5 separate regions of the Zea mays genome follow, and all the other regions are linked to region 2. Evidence: chromatin contacts called from public Hi-C data. All regions are on one chromosome and are shown on one strand. The core of a region is the stretch at or near the end of the contact, and the rest is flanking DNA. Distances in the headings are between cores, read along the strand shown.

Evidence for each region. A called contact is a pair of places that touch in the nucleus more often than the background predicts.
Region 1: a contact with region 2 is called in a Hi-C map of leaf mesophyll, with 2.0 times the contacts expected there. The contact joins the promoter of LOC100194029 here to the promoter of LOC103637322 in region 2. A contact is called at or near these places in 3 of 25 Hi-C or Micro-C datasets (bundle sheath, leaf and leaf mesophyll).
Region 3: a contact with region 2 is called in a Hi-C map of bundle sheath, with 3 times the contacts expected there. The contact joins the promoter of LOC100285589 here to the promoter of LOC103637322 in region 2. A contact is called at or near these places in 2 of 25 Hi-C or Micro-C datasets (bundle sheath and leaf mesophyll).
Region 4: a Hi-C map of ear shows a contact between it and region 2, with 1.9 times the contacts expected there. The contact joins the promoter of LOC542408 here to the promoter of LOC103637322 in region 2. A contact is called at or near these places in 5 of 25 Hi-C or Micro-C datasets (bundle sheath, ear, endosperm and 2 more).
Region 5: a Hi-C map of ear shows a contact between it and region 2, with 2.6 times the contacts expected there. The contact joins the promoter of LOC100279770 here to the promoter of LOC103637322 in region 2. A contact is called at or near these places in 8 of 25 Hi-C or Micro-C datasets (bundle sheath, ear, endosperm and 3 more) and 1 of 3 datasets of contacts at active chromatin or transcription factors (seedling).

The regions. Positions count from the first base shown.
Region 1 is chr8:137,663,095-137,665,794 of Zm-B73-REFERENCE-NAM-5.0, forward strand. It overlaps LOC100194029, which reads right to left and starts at 1,377. Exons shown (of 7, transcript NM_001139092.1): 1 at 1,139-1,377; 2 at 720-991; 3 at 548-584; 4 at 269-366; 5 at 73-134. The coding sequence starts at 1,322.
Region 2 is chr8:137,805,537-137,808,236 of Zm-B73-REFERENCE-NAM-5.0, forward strand. LOC103637322 (probable E3 ubiquitin-protein ligase RHC2A) reads right to left here and starts at 1,418. Exons shown (of 1, transcript XM_020542788.3): 1 at 1-1,418. The coding sequence starts at 1,117.
Region 3 is chr8:137,641,658-137,644,357 of Zm-B73-REFERENCE-NAM-5.0, forward strand. LOC100285589 reads left to right here and starts at 1,322. Exons shown (of 6, transcript NM_001158480.2): 1 at 1,322-1,914; 2 at 2,451-2,700. The coding sequence starts at 1,848.
Region 4 is chr8:138,035,643-138,038,342 of Zm-B73-REFERENCE-NAM-5.0, forward strand. It overlaps LOC542408 (subtilisin-chymotrypsin inhibitor homolog 1), which reads left to right and starts at 1,270. Exons shown (of 2, transcript NM_001245885.2): 1 at 1,270-1,457; 2 at 1,566-2,042. The coding sequence starts at 1,606. The coding sequence ends at 1,827.
Region 5 is chr8:137,944,422-137,947,121 of Zm-B73-REFERENCE-NAM-5.0, forward strand. It overlaps LOC100279770, which reads left to right and starts at 1,388. Exons shown (of 9, transcript NM_001152728.2): 1 at 1,388-2,136. The coding sequence starts at 1,732.

The DNA.
Region 1 (2,700 bases), core at 127-2,626, 140 kb before region 2:
GAAAAACAAACAGTATATTATCAACATGCTTATTCACAGTTATGGCTTTAGCAACTCTCCTTGTATTACAACCTTATAATTGTATATGGAAGACCGGAGTCTGCTAGGTACTGTTCTGCCTTGCGCTTCCACACCTGAAAATTTAGAAGAAAATGACTAGGAAGTTGCTAAACAATGCAGACACGAAGGTGATGTTCTCATGCACACAAAACATGCACAAGGACAGAGAATAGAACAAATTGGAAGAAAAGCTAAATATGCTATGTACCAGTATATTTGCATTTCCTAACTTGTTTAGCGGGTGATTGATGTCTGTTCCTCCCATGGATCCCACCAAAACTATGTGCTTTGCACCGATGCTCTTAGCTGCATAAAAATGCAACGAAAAAGAGCTGAGAAACAGAAATAGAAAGTTACGTTTGCAGAAAAAAGGGCAGTTTCACCCAACAGTCACTTTGAAATGATCAGTAGTTCAACAGATTAGCACAAAAAATAGGTTGCCTATGATGTGTAACAACGTATATGCAAGACGAGGGGTAACATTTACCAGCATCAATTTGATTCTTTTGGCCAATCCAATCCACCTTGAAACAGAGACAAACAACATAGAACATCAATTCCAAACAAATTTGGGAATTGACACATACAGCTACCGTAAGAGCACCACGTATTTTAGATAAATACTGTAAGAGCACTGTATATCGAATAATTTCAGGCACCTGCTCAGGATAACTCCCTTCTTCAAAGTAAAACTCAGGGCGCCCCCCTTTGCTAGGATCAAACCCCGGTTTCATCTTTGGGACCGCGCTGGTGAGGATGATGAGCGCGTCAATGCCCTCGATCGCAGGAGCAATGCTCTCGGGGTCTCTGATGTCGCCGACAAACACGTCGTCACCGCCTCCAATTTTGCCTTTGCTCTCTCCCGTCCTGACTAGGCCACGTCCCACAAACTGTCCTTCCCTCTCCTTCAACTTCTTGTACACAATTTGGCCTGGATTACCACAAATGATGAAAATTGGTTTTTTGCAAACGTTGACATGAATCATGAACAATGTGAACCGCTCTATCAACAGCCAAAAGCCGAGAGCTTTGACTACGGATGAGAAATGCCAAATGAGCGGAACTTCAGGAAACCTACCTGTTCGGCCGCCCGCGCCGGTGACGAGCACAGTGCGCGGCGATCCACCGGCGGCAGCCGCCGCCGTGACGGCCAGCCCGGCCCTCCTGGGTCCCCGCCTCGTTGAGATGACGTGTCTGGGATGCCAGATAGGTGGGCCCGTGAACGGAGACGCCACCCGCACACACGCCGCCGCCGTGGCCATGGTTCTCCGGCGAGTGGGCAGCAGTTAGTCAGTTTACTAGTACCGTCTCCTTATCACTTTCGTGCCCGCTGGTCGCGAAGGATAGCCGCATGTGTCATGGGCCATACCCACTTAGAGTTGTGCTCGTTTTGTCAGGATCAGACGGGAATGTGTTCCGTTGCTGGAAATGGCCCAAAATTTGGTTGTGATTGTGTTTGTTGCTAGGAAGATTTTGAAAAATGGTGGTTGAAAAAAAATAAGGTTTTAAAGTAGTAGGGATCGAAGACTAGAACAGTCCTTATGAAGGAGAGAGTAGTATGAATGGATATTTGTGGTGTCAAAATGACATATTAGAAGAGATGAATAAACTTTTCTACAACTAACTACAACGTCTAATCAAAATCTCTACTATACTTAAAGCACCAGTTTCAACGGTCGTCCCGCGTCATTTTTTTTAAAAAAAAGTCCCTACATTTCTTCCAAATCAACTCAGCGTACCACCGCAGTCTTTAACTGTTTATAAAAAAACTAATCTCGCTTATCTCTACTATACTTAAATCACCAGTTTCAACGGTTGTCCTGCGTCATCTTTTTACAAAAAGTCCCTACATTTCTTCCAAATCAACTCAACGTAAAATGTTAAAAAGCCGTGCCGGAGGTGGGGAATGAATCCACACCCTAATGGAAGAAGAGTGGGAAACACTAGGCAAAGTTGTCTAACCAGTAAAACATCATGCTCAGTTGTTTATAATGTTGAATATAAATTGCACATATGTATATATTAATTTTTGTAAAATTAAAAAAATAATTGTGCCAGGGCCGGGCCAGCACTACGGGTCGAGGCTACGTCCCAAGTACCCGCACGGGGCTCGTGCCGGGTTGGCTCATGCACTGTTAAATGGGTCGTGCCTCGGATCGACTCGCTAGACATGACCCATTTGGCCATCTGTACCTCCGCATGATAATGATGATCCTCGCCTCAGTTATCACCATCCCGTTCGACATTCTACTTCTTTTCTCTCTCCCATCATGCCTCCACCTTCGCGCCACCCCATTCTCAGCAGAGGGCGTAGGAGTAGACGCCTCCTCCCCATATTTGTCTGACACCAGCCCCGACACCAACTCGCGCAGTGGTTATTGCACGTCCACGAGGACGTTTCACATCATGCGCGCACCATCGTTTTCGCCGTCGTCGGATGTCCCTTTCATCTTCCCAGCCTTCGCCATGTTCTTCCTCCCCAACCTGCTGCCTCCGCCCACGGTTGCAGCCGCGAGCCGACCGACGCTCGTCGGTGCGGGTACGGGACGAGTCGGACATTCTCCTGTCCTTTCTCTATGCGTGCCGTCAAGGAGGACATGGTGACACCTGCCATGCTTATGTTATCTTGGCGATGAGGAG
Region 2 (2,700 bases), core at 168-2,667:
TGGTGCTCCGGCTCCTGGACCCACGGCTGAAGGCGGCGCTGTGGTCAGACGCCACGTCGTCGTCGTTGAGCTCAGGCATGGCGCGCGCGGCCGCCGCCGACGGGGCGTGGCCGCGTCCAAAGCAGGCGAAGACGCTGCGGAGGAAGCGGCGGACGGTGCCCCTGTCCGTGGCCGCGGCCTGCCTGGCGCCCCACGAGATCCGCCTGGGCGCGTGGCCGCTGTTGAAGTTGAACCCGCTTTCCATCTCCGTGTACACCACGGGGAGCTCCCTCTCGTCGGGCCTCGGCCCGCCGGCGAACCTCCCGACCGCGAACCCGCCGCCGGGGAGCCTCCAGATGGTGAGGCCGACCCTGGCGTCCTCGTCCGCGGCGGCGGCGGCGGCAGCGCGCGGGGCGGCGTTGTCGGCGGGCATCTCGTGGCGGCAGACGGGGCAGGAGTTGCGGAGCGCGAGCCAGGGCAGGATGCAGTCGGCATGGTAGATGTGGGCGCAGGGCATCTCCCTGGCCTCGGCGCCCAGCTCGAAGGCCTCCTTGCAGACGGCGCAGTGCGCGTCGGCCGCGACGTGGGCGGCGCCGACGCGGAGCGCGGGCATGGAGTCCACGGCGGCCTTGGACGCCGGCGGCGCGTCGCGGGCGCGCGCCGCCAGACCGCCGCCGGCCTCCATCTGGGCCAGCTGCTCCAGCAGCCGCTCGAAGCCGGAGCCCATGAGGAAGTCCGACATGCTCTCCGGGAGCGGGCGGAGGCCCGACCCCGCCCCGTCGTCGTAGAACAGCTCGAAGCTGCTGCCGGTGGCGGCGGCGGGAGAGGAGGAGCCATCGGCGTCGGCGTCGGCGGGCGGGGAGCGGCGGAGAACGATGACGGGGTTGAAGGGCGAGGCGCGGGAGTCGGCGCCGCGGCGGGCGGCGCGGCGGGGCCGGCGGGCGCGGGGCGGCGGCGCGCCCATCTCCTCGAGGAAGCCCCCGCCGCAGGACGGGCAGGCGGGGGAGGAGGAGGACGGCGAAGTGGGTGAGGAGGAGGAGGAAGCGGCGGCGCGAACGAAGCGGTCGCACATGTAGCACCAGTAGGAGGAGGAGGCCGTTGGCGGCGGCGCCGGGGAGCGGGAGGACGGCATGGCCATGGGAGCGCTCAGATCTGGGCGGCGCGAGAAGAGAACCTTGCTTGCCGACGCTGCTGCGAGTACCTAGGCAAGGAGGAGGAGGGTTGGTGATGGGATGGGAGAGACTGATTCCCCTCTCTTTGGGGTGTGGGTTGAGTGGAGAAATGCGGGGATGGATGATTGATTGCCCCGGTGGTGGTGGTGGTGCTGGACGAAAGCAGACGTCTTTAACCGGCGGACCGACCGGGTGTGGTGTGGGGGACGAAAAAGGAAGCAAGCAAGCGCCTACTCACACGCACGCAAGTGGCGTGGTCGTGGAAGTTGCCTGCTCTGCCGTGTTGGGATTCATTGGACAGTCTGTCTGTTCACATCGTTTGGATAGTAGAATAGAAACGGAATCATCAATCTTTTTTTAAAAAAAAAAACAAAATTGGTTGTACTGCCGCTAAAACTGATGAAAGAACGAATGAATGAAAACGCGTTACTTACGTTCAAACCAGACGCCGCGTTGAGCTTGAGCCCGCTGAATTCCACGGCGGCGGATGCGAAGCAGCTTCCCTCCCTCTGGCGAGCCATGGCGACGGTGACATGCACGTACTACTTCCTCCCTCAAAAAAAAAGTCGTTTGACTTTTTTATACCAAGCTTGACCGTCTTATTTTATTCAAAATATTTGTGAAAAACATAGAAAAAACAGTTGATAGTTAAAGTAAATTTGTACGATAAGCTGATCAGAATAAAAATAAATAATAATTATAGATATTTTAATAAAACGAGTCTATCAAATTTAGTCTTAAAAAGTCAAAACGACACGGAGGTAGTACTGTTACTTTGCTGACAGGGATGCCACGCATGCTGACCAGCAACCAGTCTTCCTCTCTATCTTTTTTTTATAGATATATGTGTATAATAATACATGTTTTCATCCAGCTTCTTTTTTTTTGGCGGGACCCTGGCCGTGGCCGATAGCTGGCAACGGGATCGAGGGCCCAAAGCAAAACGAGCCCTGCACGTTACAAATAAACCTGGGCCGTACCCGGTGAGGGCCCAGTTCAGTCGTAGCGTGGTGGTCTGGCGTTGTTTATTTCTTGATTTAGTTAACTACTATTAATCTCTACTACTAATATAATATTATGTCTCTACTATATTAAATCATCAGGTTCAACGGTCATCTTTTTACAAATAATCTCTCATACCTATTTTAAATTAACGAGCCCACTAGGCCCGACACCCGCAGGTCATTTGGTGCGGTGCAGGAGTTGGAGGTCGAACACACGCCTTGATGGAAGAAGAGCGGGAGACACTAGATTAAGCTGTCTAACCAATAAAACATCATACTCAAGTGTTTTAATATTGAATATAAATTGTACATATGTATATATGATTTTTTGTAAAATAAAAAATATAATCTTGTTAGGTCAGATCAGCACTACGGCCGAGGCTACGGCCTAAGCACAACACGGTGCTCGTGTCGAGCTGACCCAAGCTCTATTAAATGGGTCGTGCCTCGGACCGGCCTACCAGACACGGCTCATTTAGCCACCTATACCTTCACACGATAATGATGGTACTCGCCTCAATTGTCGCCAACTCATTCGTCATCCT
Region 3 (2,700 bases), core at 72-2,571, 160 kb before region 2:
ATTTTGATGAACCAGTAAATGATACAACATTTGGGAATAGAGAAGTTTTGTTACCAGTTGAGAATATTCCAGTTACTGTTATTGTTCGCCATATATAAATTAGAAAATTGTGATCTCCTTTATTACCAGTCGATCACAGATCAACAGGCTTCGAGTATGCTCCAGATACAACCAATTCTGGACTTGCCTTTTCTGATTTCTTCCAATGTTTTACTAATGTCAAAAGGAATAAGAGCAGAAGAGTGATCCCCAAACGAAGCCGTCAACAACCAACACACATATGCGTCAACATCCAACGTTGCAGCCAGCGGAGCCGTGCCTGCTCGCTCACACGTCACGGAGCCGAACGCGTGAAAACAGAGCCGAAGAGCCAGCGGCCAAGCGGTGGTGTCCTTCGTTGGGCCCATCATCCAGTTTCCGAGGGGCTGCAGCGTTCGGAGTTTGCAGGCCGGATGCACAACATCCCCCCTGAAATGGCCGGTGTATTGACGACATATGGGATTTTGGCAGAAGCGAAATGGCCCAAAGTACAAAGTAGGCACGGAGTATATGGGCCGACTGTACTAGTAAAACTGAGGCAGCTGGGCCCTGTGCATCCTTCTTGGGCTCGGTGGGCGAGCAGGCAATGGGCCATCACGTTGCAGGGCCTGGACTCTGCGGGTGCGTACGTGTTCCCTGAAGCCGAGACAGTAGTAGTACGTACTAGGAGGAGCGAACCGAAAAGAAAAGGAAGGCAAAAGATCCCTGGATCACGTGTGCACGCGCACACACGCAGCCGGCGACGTGCATACAATTCAACGGAGATCTAACCAACCTGCTAACCTACTACTACTACTATTACTACCTGCAGTGCTCAACTTGTCCTTCTCCAATCAATCACTGCAGCGCATCACAAGTATCAAACCGGCTGCCATTAAAAAAAAAGTACTACTAGCACATTTTGTCCGACCCATCGGTCCGTGTACACACACACACGCTCCCTATATACATTTTGCCAGCTGACTCGCCGCCGCCGCCCGAGGCTTTAAAATTCAAACCAAATTGAATAGTATTATTTTTTTATAAAAAAACGTTTATTAGTCAGCGAGGCCGTGTTGCGTCGCGCCTCTTTGGACTCCGTAGCAGCGGGCAGAGCCGTGCGCCGGCGATTCGATCCACCCATCTAATTATTTTATTTTATTTATTTATTTCGTTCACGTTTCCTACCCACCACGGAAGGCCGTCGCCGCCGTCCGATGCGCAGCGGACGGCCGTGGAGCCCTCACGTAGGGTGACGGCAACGAGAAAAATAAATAAATATATAATACTAGACGGAAGGAAAAGGGGTGGGGAGCCAACCACCACCTCTCCCCCTGCTAGTGCTCAGTCCTCGCCCTCTCGCTTTCCGAGGGAGCCTTTGCCTTTCCCCTCCGCCCGCCAGCCATTAATGGCGGCGGCATCTCCATCCACTCCCCCCTCGCCCCCCTCCCACTGCTGCTACTTCTAGAAGCGCTGGTGGCAGGGCAGGCGGTATCCCGGCCGCTGGCGCTGGCGCGAGAGTTGGTTGGTGGTGGTCTTCAGCCCCCCTCGCTCTTCAGGTTTAGGGTGGAGCGATCCGTGCAGGCCAACGCGGGGTGCGTGACCCAGAAAGGGAAACCGCCGGCTTTTTCTCTTCTGCCGCCCCGCTTTTCCAATCCCTCCTCAACCTCATCCGCCCCCGCCCGCACCCCGCAGGCACCATCACCAAAAAGGTCCCCGCCTTCTTCTTCTTCTTCTTCTTCTCCTCTGCCCCTGCTTGTCGTTTGCTCGTGCTCCCCCACCCCCTTTCTGATTCAGCAAGGGTTCCTTCCGCGGCGCGGCGCGTCGCCATGGGCAACTGCTGGGGCGCCAAGATCAGCTCCGACAGCCCGTCCCGCGGCGCCTCATCCCCGTCAGGTTTGTCTCTTCTCTTTTGGATCGCTTCGTTTAATTGATTCCACCTTCGATCACGTTAGCCGTCCATCACAGGCTTTGTCTTCCACTCTTTTGGATCACGATGATTTCTAGCACCATTTCAGTGCTATGTCTATGATAACCGATACAATATATTTTGCTAGCACGGCTCACTTAATTTACAGGACTTTTTCCCCTCACATGCCATGCCACTCACGGCACTAGCTGGATCGAACGTTCAGATTTTTGTTCAGCTAGGCCTAAATCCAGGGTTGCCCTGTTTTTATTTTTCAATGTTTTTGACTGCCCTCCCTCCTCCCCCGACCCCAACGCACGCCGAAGAAAGGTTTTACGTGTTTTCTTTGTATAAGCCAAGCCAAGGAAGCGAAGAGGAAGCTTCAGTCTTTGGCTTCTAACTTGGCGGCCCATGGGTCATTTCCCTCTTCTTTCTCACTTTATTAACACTGGGCAAACAAAAAGGAATATAAATACCACGATGCGCGGAATTCTCAAAGTTTCTTCCTTTTGATGATCGTCAGGGACGGCGTCCAAGTTGGCGAGCAGGAACGGGGCGGCGGCAGCCCTGAGCGGGTGCAGCAGCCACGCGTCGTCCGCGTCCATGCTGCCGACGCCCCGCAGCGAGGACGAGATCCTGGAGTCGGCCAACGTCAGGGCCTTCAGCTTCAACGAGCTGAGGACCGCCACCAGGAACTTCAGGCCGGACAGCGTGCTGGGCGAGGGCGGGTTCGGATCCGTCTTCAAGGGCTGGGTCGACGAGAAGACGCTCGC
Region 4 (2,700 bases), core at 20-2,519, 230 kb after region 2:
TATTACATGTCTGACTCGTTTGCTTATTTGGGCTAGGGGCACCATAATTTTATACCTTTTAACATATTGATCAAGCAGCCATGACCGAAGAAGATGCAATCACAAATAGCCTTTATGAATTAGAGTTCTAAATGGACTATTTGGTTGAAAAAGTTGGAGACTTGCATGGGCTAGAGTTCTTATTTCGGGAACAGGGTGAGTTGTGAAATCTATTGCTTCTCGAAAGACACTAGTAGTACAAGTGCTTTTGGTTCATGACCTCCACCAAAAGGAGGGGGCATGTGTTGAACAACAAATTTGGCACTTGGATAGTCGGATGGTCCGGCCTTGTGGCCCGAACGGTCTATGCCCTGGACGATTCGCAGGAGTAGTTCGGAAGGTACGCGATTAGATTAGTTCAGGCTGGAGTCCTTATCCCATGCGTGGTTATCCTAACAAACTCGGACGGAACTATTGGATCTCGCCTAGGAATGGGTCCAAACCCCCCTATATACATGATAGGTACGACCAAATGAGAATACAAGATCAAATCGAAACCAATTTATTACATTATTTATCTTCATGCCTTAGGAGTAGATGTAGTGTAGCTCTAGTTGTAGTTTCCCAAACTCAACCTTGACCTCTTTAGCTCTACGTCATCTAGAGGTGCTTTAGGTGGCTTGTTGATATCAAAACAACCCTATGATCTCTTCTCCCCGACGGGGTCCTCGAGAGACGATATTTAGGTTCTACACAAAACCCTCTACGGCATCGTGGATGGTCCACCACCTACAAGTGGACGGTCCACGCGCCTGCAGAGAAGAGCATAGTTATTTGCTCCATGGTGACCTACACGCGAACGGTCCAGTGACCTATCACGAACCGTTCAGCACCTTGCAGAGAGGTCTCCAAGGTCTCGACTACTCATGAGCGGAATCTAGTGATTATTGGTGTTTAGCGCAAAAACGGCGCCAACAGTAGGGTTTACGTGCGAAGTAAGATGGAGGGTCATAGAGTTTAAGATATAGAAATTGACAGATTCCTCCTATTGTTGGATAACTCGGCGGATTTTGTTCAGATTGATTTAGACCATTTTCACACACTATCAGATGCCGATCCTAGCTAATGGCCAGAATCTGAGAAACAAACACCCCGAAACGTACAGCGGTGGGCGAGGTGGTTAGGTCACTGTTCACCGAGTTTTGATAAGTTTCTGTCCGCGTCAGCGCCAGCTACGCGCGCTGGAAAATGCTGACTATTTTGGCTGCAAGCATGGGATAACCATGGATTTTTTTTCCTGCAGTGTTGCTATCTGTTCTTTGTTTCGTAGTGGCTGTTTATCCTCGTGTGCCTCGCGTGCGTATATACACACACGTCCTGCCTGCACGCAACGCAGCTCTATAAATACCTCATCACCGGTGCACTCGCTTAATATATATCCAACAACCAGCAGTGCAACAAGCAAGATTTACCTGCCCGTGAGTGTGCCTTTCAATAATATAATGTCTTATTTTATTATTATGTTTTTGCAGTGATAGTAGTCTGTAATAAATCTCTCCTTTCAATATATATAATTCACATGCCAGATCGATCATATCGTCAACTGGTCCGGCAGTTCGCGACACCATGAGCTCCACGGAGTGCGGCGGCGGCGGCGGCGGCGCCAAGACGTCGTGGCCTGAGGTGGTCGGGCTGAGCGTGGAGGACGCCAAGAAGGTGATCCTCAAGGACAAGCCGGACGCCGACATCGTGGTGCTGCCCGTCGGCTCCGTGGTGACCGCGGATTATCGCCCTAACCGTGTCCGCATCTTCGTCGACATCGTCGCCCAGACGCCCCACATCGGCTGATAATATATAAGCTAGCCGCTATTTCCTTTCCTTGCCCCAGAACTTGAAATAAATATATATACGATGAAATAACGCGGGCATGCCGAATAATGGATGTGTGAATTCTCACTAATTAAGTAATGCATAAATAAACGTATTCAAATGTCGCCCCTTCTTGCACAGTGAATATATTGTGTTGACAGCAAAAAAAAAGTATGAGGTTAAATTCGGTACAATTAATTATGGGCCTATTTGGATCGTCACCGGACGAAAGTTTAGCCTAACGTTGACTAATTAAGAAATTCTAATGAGTTCTACTCATCAATTAGCTTCTATTTGTTCTTGTTAATTTATGTTTAGATCTTAGAGTTGGCAACCGAAGTATGCAGTAAAGTTTAGTCCAAACATGCCCCGTACTGAAGATAGGATCTGATTAGAAAATAAAGTGAGAAAACATGCGTCCTTTGTGTTTTCTCTTAATATGTCCTAAAATCTCTAGAATGAAATATATCACAGGGGAGAGGAATTAGGGTATAGATCATCTGCAAGTTTTTTTTTTATCCACCGGAAAGTGAGGTTACCAAAGTGGGGTTACTATTAGGAGGTTGCAGTAAGATTTTATTAAAAATCGAAGGGCAGGAGTTCTATATGATTTCCCCCCTACTAATTACACAGTAGACGCACATGCATAAACATACGCACGCAAACCATATATCATACCAACGTTGTAGCAGTCATCGTGTCGACTAAATCAACGTGTGTTAGTGCTTATTATAGAGCCTTGTGTCAAGAAACCATTATTTCAAACCTTGCAGCATATAATTTACAAGAAATCTGTATATATCGATTGATGGTGTATATATAGCTCCTACTTTGGTTCTTATAAAACACAAA
Region 5 (2,700 bases), core at 138-2,637, 140 kb after region 2:
AACACATAGGCACATAACTAGCTATGTTCAACACATTCTGCCTCATTTCTCTAAATGTTGCCAGCTGCTCTCCAATAACATTACATGGTTGCCTCATAGTCTATGTAAGGAAACCTAAAACTTGAATGTGCACAACTTCAGTTGTTGTGCCTGTTTTTAGAGGATTCATCTTTAGATGAGTTGAATATTGTCATAATACTTATCCATATGTATGTAATGTAGAAATCATGCTACACCATATTTCCCCACAACATAAAAGATAAAAGGGCCATATTTGTGAGCTAAAATAATTTTGATAGTCACAACTCACCATCCCCTTTTGATAGGCTTAAGATCTCCTTTTTTATAATTTTTCACTCTGCAATGCAAATTTGTTCTATGGAGACCATGGTACATCATCATATCTTGTATTATCAACTTAGAATTTGCCTATTTCGATTAATAGATTAGCCAAATTTTGGTTGTTCGAAATGACAAACTTCAACATTTGTTGTGACTATTGAGTTGATTCTTGATAGTACTAAACAATAACTTATGAGTGCACAAGTATCCTCCGTTGCAACGCAGAGGTACATACCTAGTAAGAGACTTGAGAGCCCTTCTTTTCTCTATCACCGCTTGTAACCCACTTATAATCCCTATTATGAGCATTGAGCAACAAAGGTGTTGATAGTGCGAGCCGCCGAAGACTGGATGTAGAGATGTTCTGTCCGAACCAGTATAAATCTTGCGTCCACCAAACACACCTTCCAGAGCTCAGGACACACACATAGAAATTTACTTGTCGGAGCGGAGGTTCGAACAACAACATCTAAAAATATCCTTATCAAACAAGTAAAAAAGATACATATTACAATATTAACATAAAAGTTTCTTCTAACATGTTTAAACACGAATGAGTAATGGATACACCATAATTTTTATTTTTTTCGACACTTCGCTACTGAATCATTGGACTATATATTGATAGTCTGACTACTATACACATGTACCTAGAATGGGGCCTATGAATTTGGGGCCTGAGGCGACTGACCCTTTGCCCCACCCTTAGGCACACACTGTGTGAAAGAGCTACACTACGTGTGGCTTCATATCATATTGAACTTATGTATTTTTTCACCATCTATGGTGCGATAGGCTAGTGGTAGACGAGTAGCAAGAGGAATAGATGTACGCACTTTGCACGTGACACGGAGTATGATAGTAACAAAGATGAGTGACTGTGTAATGTGACTGTGTGTGTGAGAACAAAACCCTAGAAGAGGACCCAAAGCCCTCGGGCAAATCTGGGCCGTCTACCCCCAAAATCCAACGGCGCACCTCGCTCCGCCCGTTGTACTTAATCGAGCCGCAACCGGCCTCTGACTGATTTCCTCTCCGGTCTATTCTCTACTCTTCTTCCCCAGTCCTCCCTACTCAGTACTTACCTCAGCACGCCACTGCTCGAAGGCGGAGCGCCTCCAAAATCCATCCCAATCCCAAATCCTCTGAATTCGGACGCCGCTCGCCCCACGCAGATGGATGCCCGCCCCTCGATTCGCCCGCGCTGAGCATCCGAACCCGGTTCCCGCCGCCTCGGCTCATTCCGGCGCTGAAAGATTCAGCTCCGCGCTTCCGGCCGCCGGAGCTCGGTAATGGCGGGGTTCTAGCGCGGCGGACTTAAAGATCTAGCCTCCTCTTTTCCTTTCCATTTTCTCTCTTTCGCTGCTACCCCCTCACACCCCCACGGCGATGGTCACGGAGATGGCGGCGCGCGGCGGCGAGGCGGCGGCGTTTGGCGCGGAGACCGACCGCGGCGACTTCGAGGTGTTTCGCAGTGGCTCCGCGCCGCCCACTGTCGAGGGAGCCCTGGGCGCCGCCGGGGCCGACGGCGGCCTTCTCGTGGACGACGACCTCCGCGCCGACCCGGCGTACCAGAGCTACTACTACTCCAGTGCGCACCTCAACCCGCGCCTCCCACCGCCGCTCCTGTCCAAGGAGGACTGGCGGTCCTCGCACCACCGCCTCCGCTCCGCGGGCTTCGGCGGGATCGGGGACGGCAGGAGGCAGCAGCAGCAGGCGTCGGCTGCCGAGGGGACTGTCGGCCTGCCCGGGATCGATCTTGGTCGCCAGAGGAGCTTCTCCACCATCTTTCAGGTGGAAAGATCGAATCTTTTCTCCCACTTACTTCTTAGGTTTACCTTCATTCTGTGCTACTAATATACATAATATACGTGCTTCGAGAAAGCCTTTGACCTTCTAGTCGTTCCTGTTTTTGACTGATGAGTGATAGGCCTGAGTTCACTCCACTTATAGTGGAGTATCTATATATCAAGCGTCCAAGTATCTTAGATTTTCTATATTTGACATATATTAGGTGTCTAGTCGTTGTGCTTTCTCTACAGTGTGAATGCGTGATTGCACGTGAGACCTGTGGTTTCTGGTGATGTCTTTGTCTTGCAGTTATATGTGATCTATGGATTTTGTTCGAGTGGTGCTTCTTCATTGATAGCGAAATTTATTTACGCGAAGATAAGTGACGCAAGGAACGAAAAAACGCCTTCTTTCCATATTTGGCTTTGGAGGCCTAAGTTGTATTTTCAGCTGACTATCTTGATTGTGACGTTATACCGTTACTAGTGACGTTATGATGAATGCTTCCGCAGCAGTTCATGCTTTCTGGTCTTGAGAAACGTCTACTGGTTCATTACAAGCATTGTT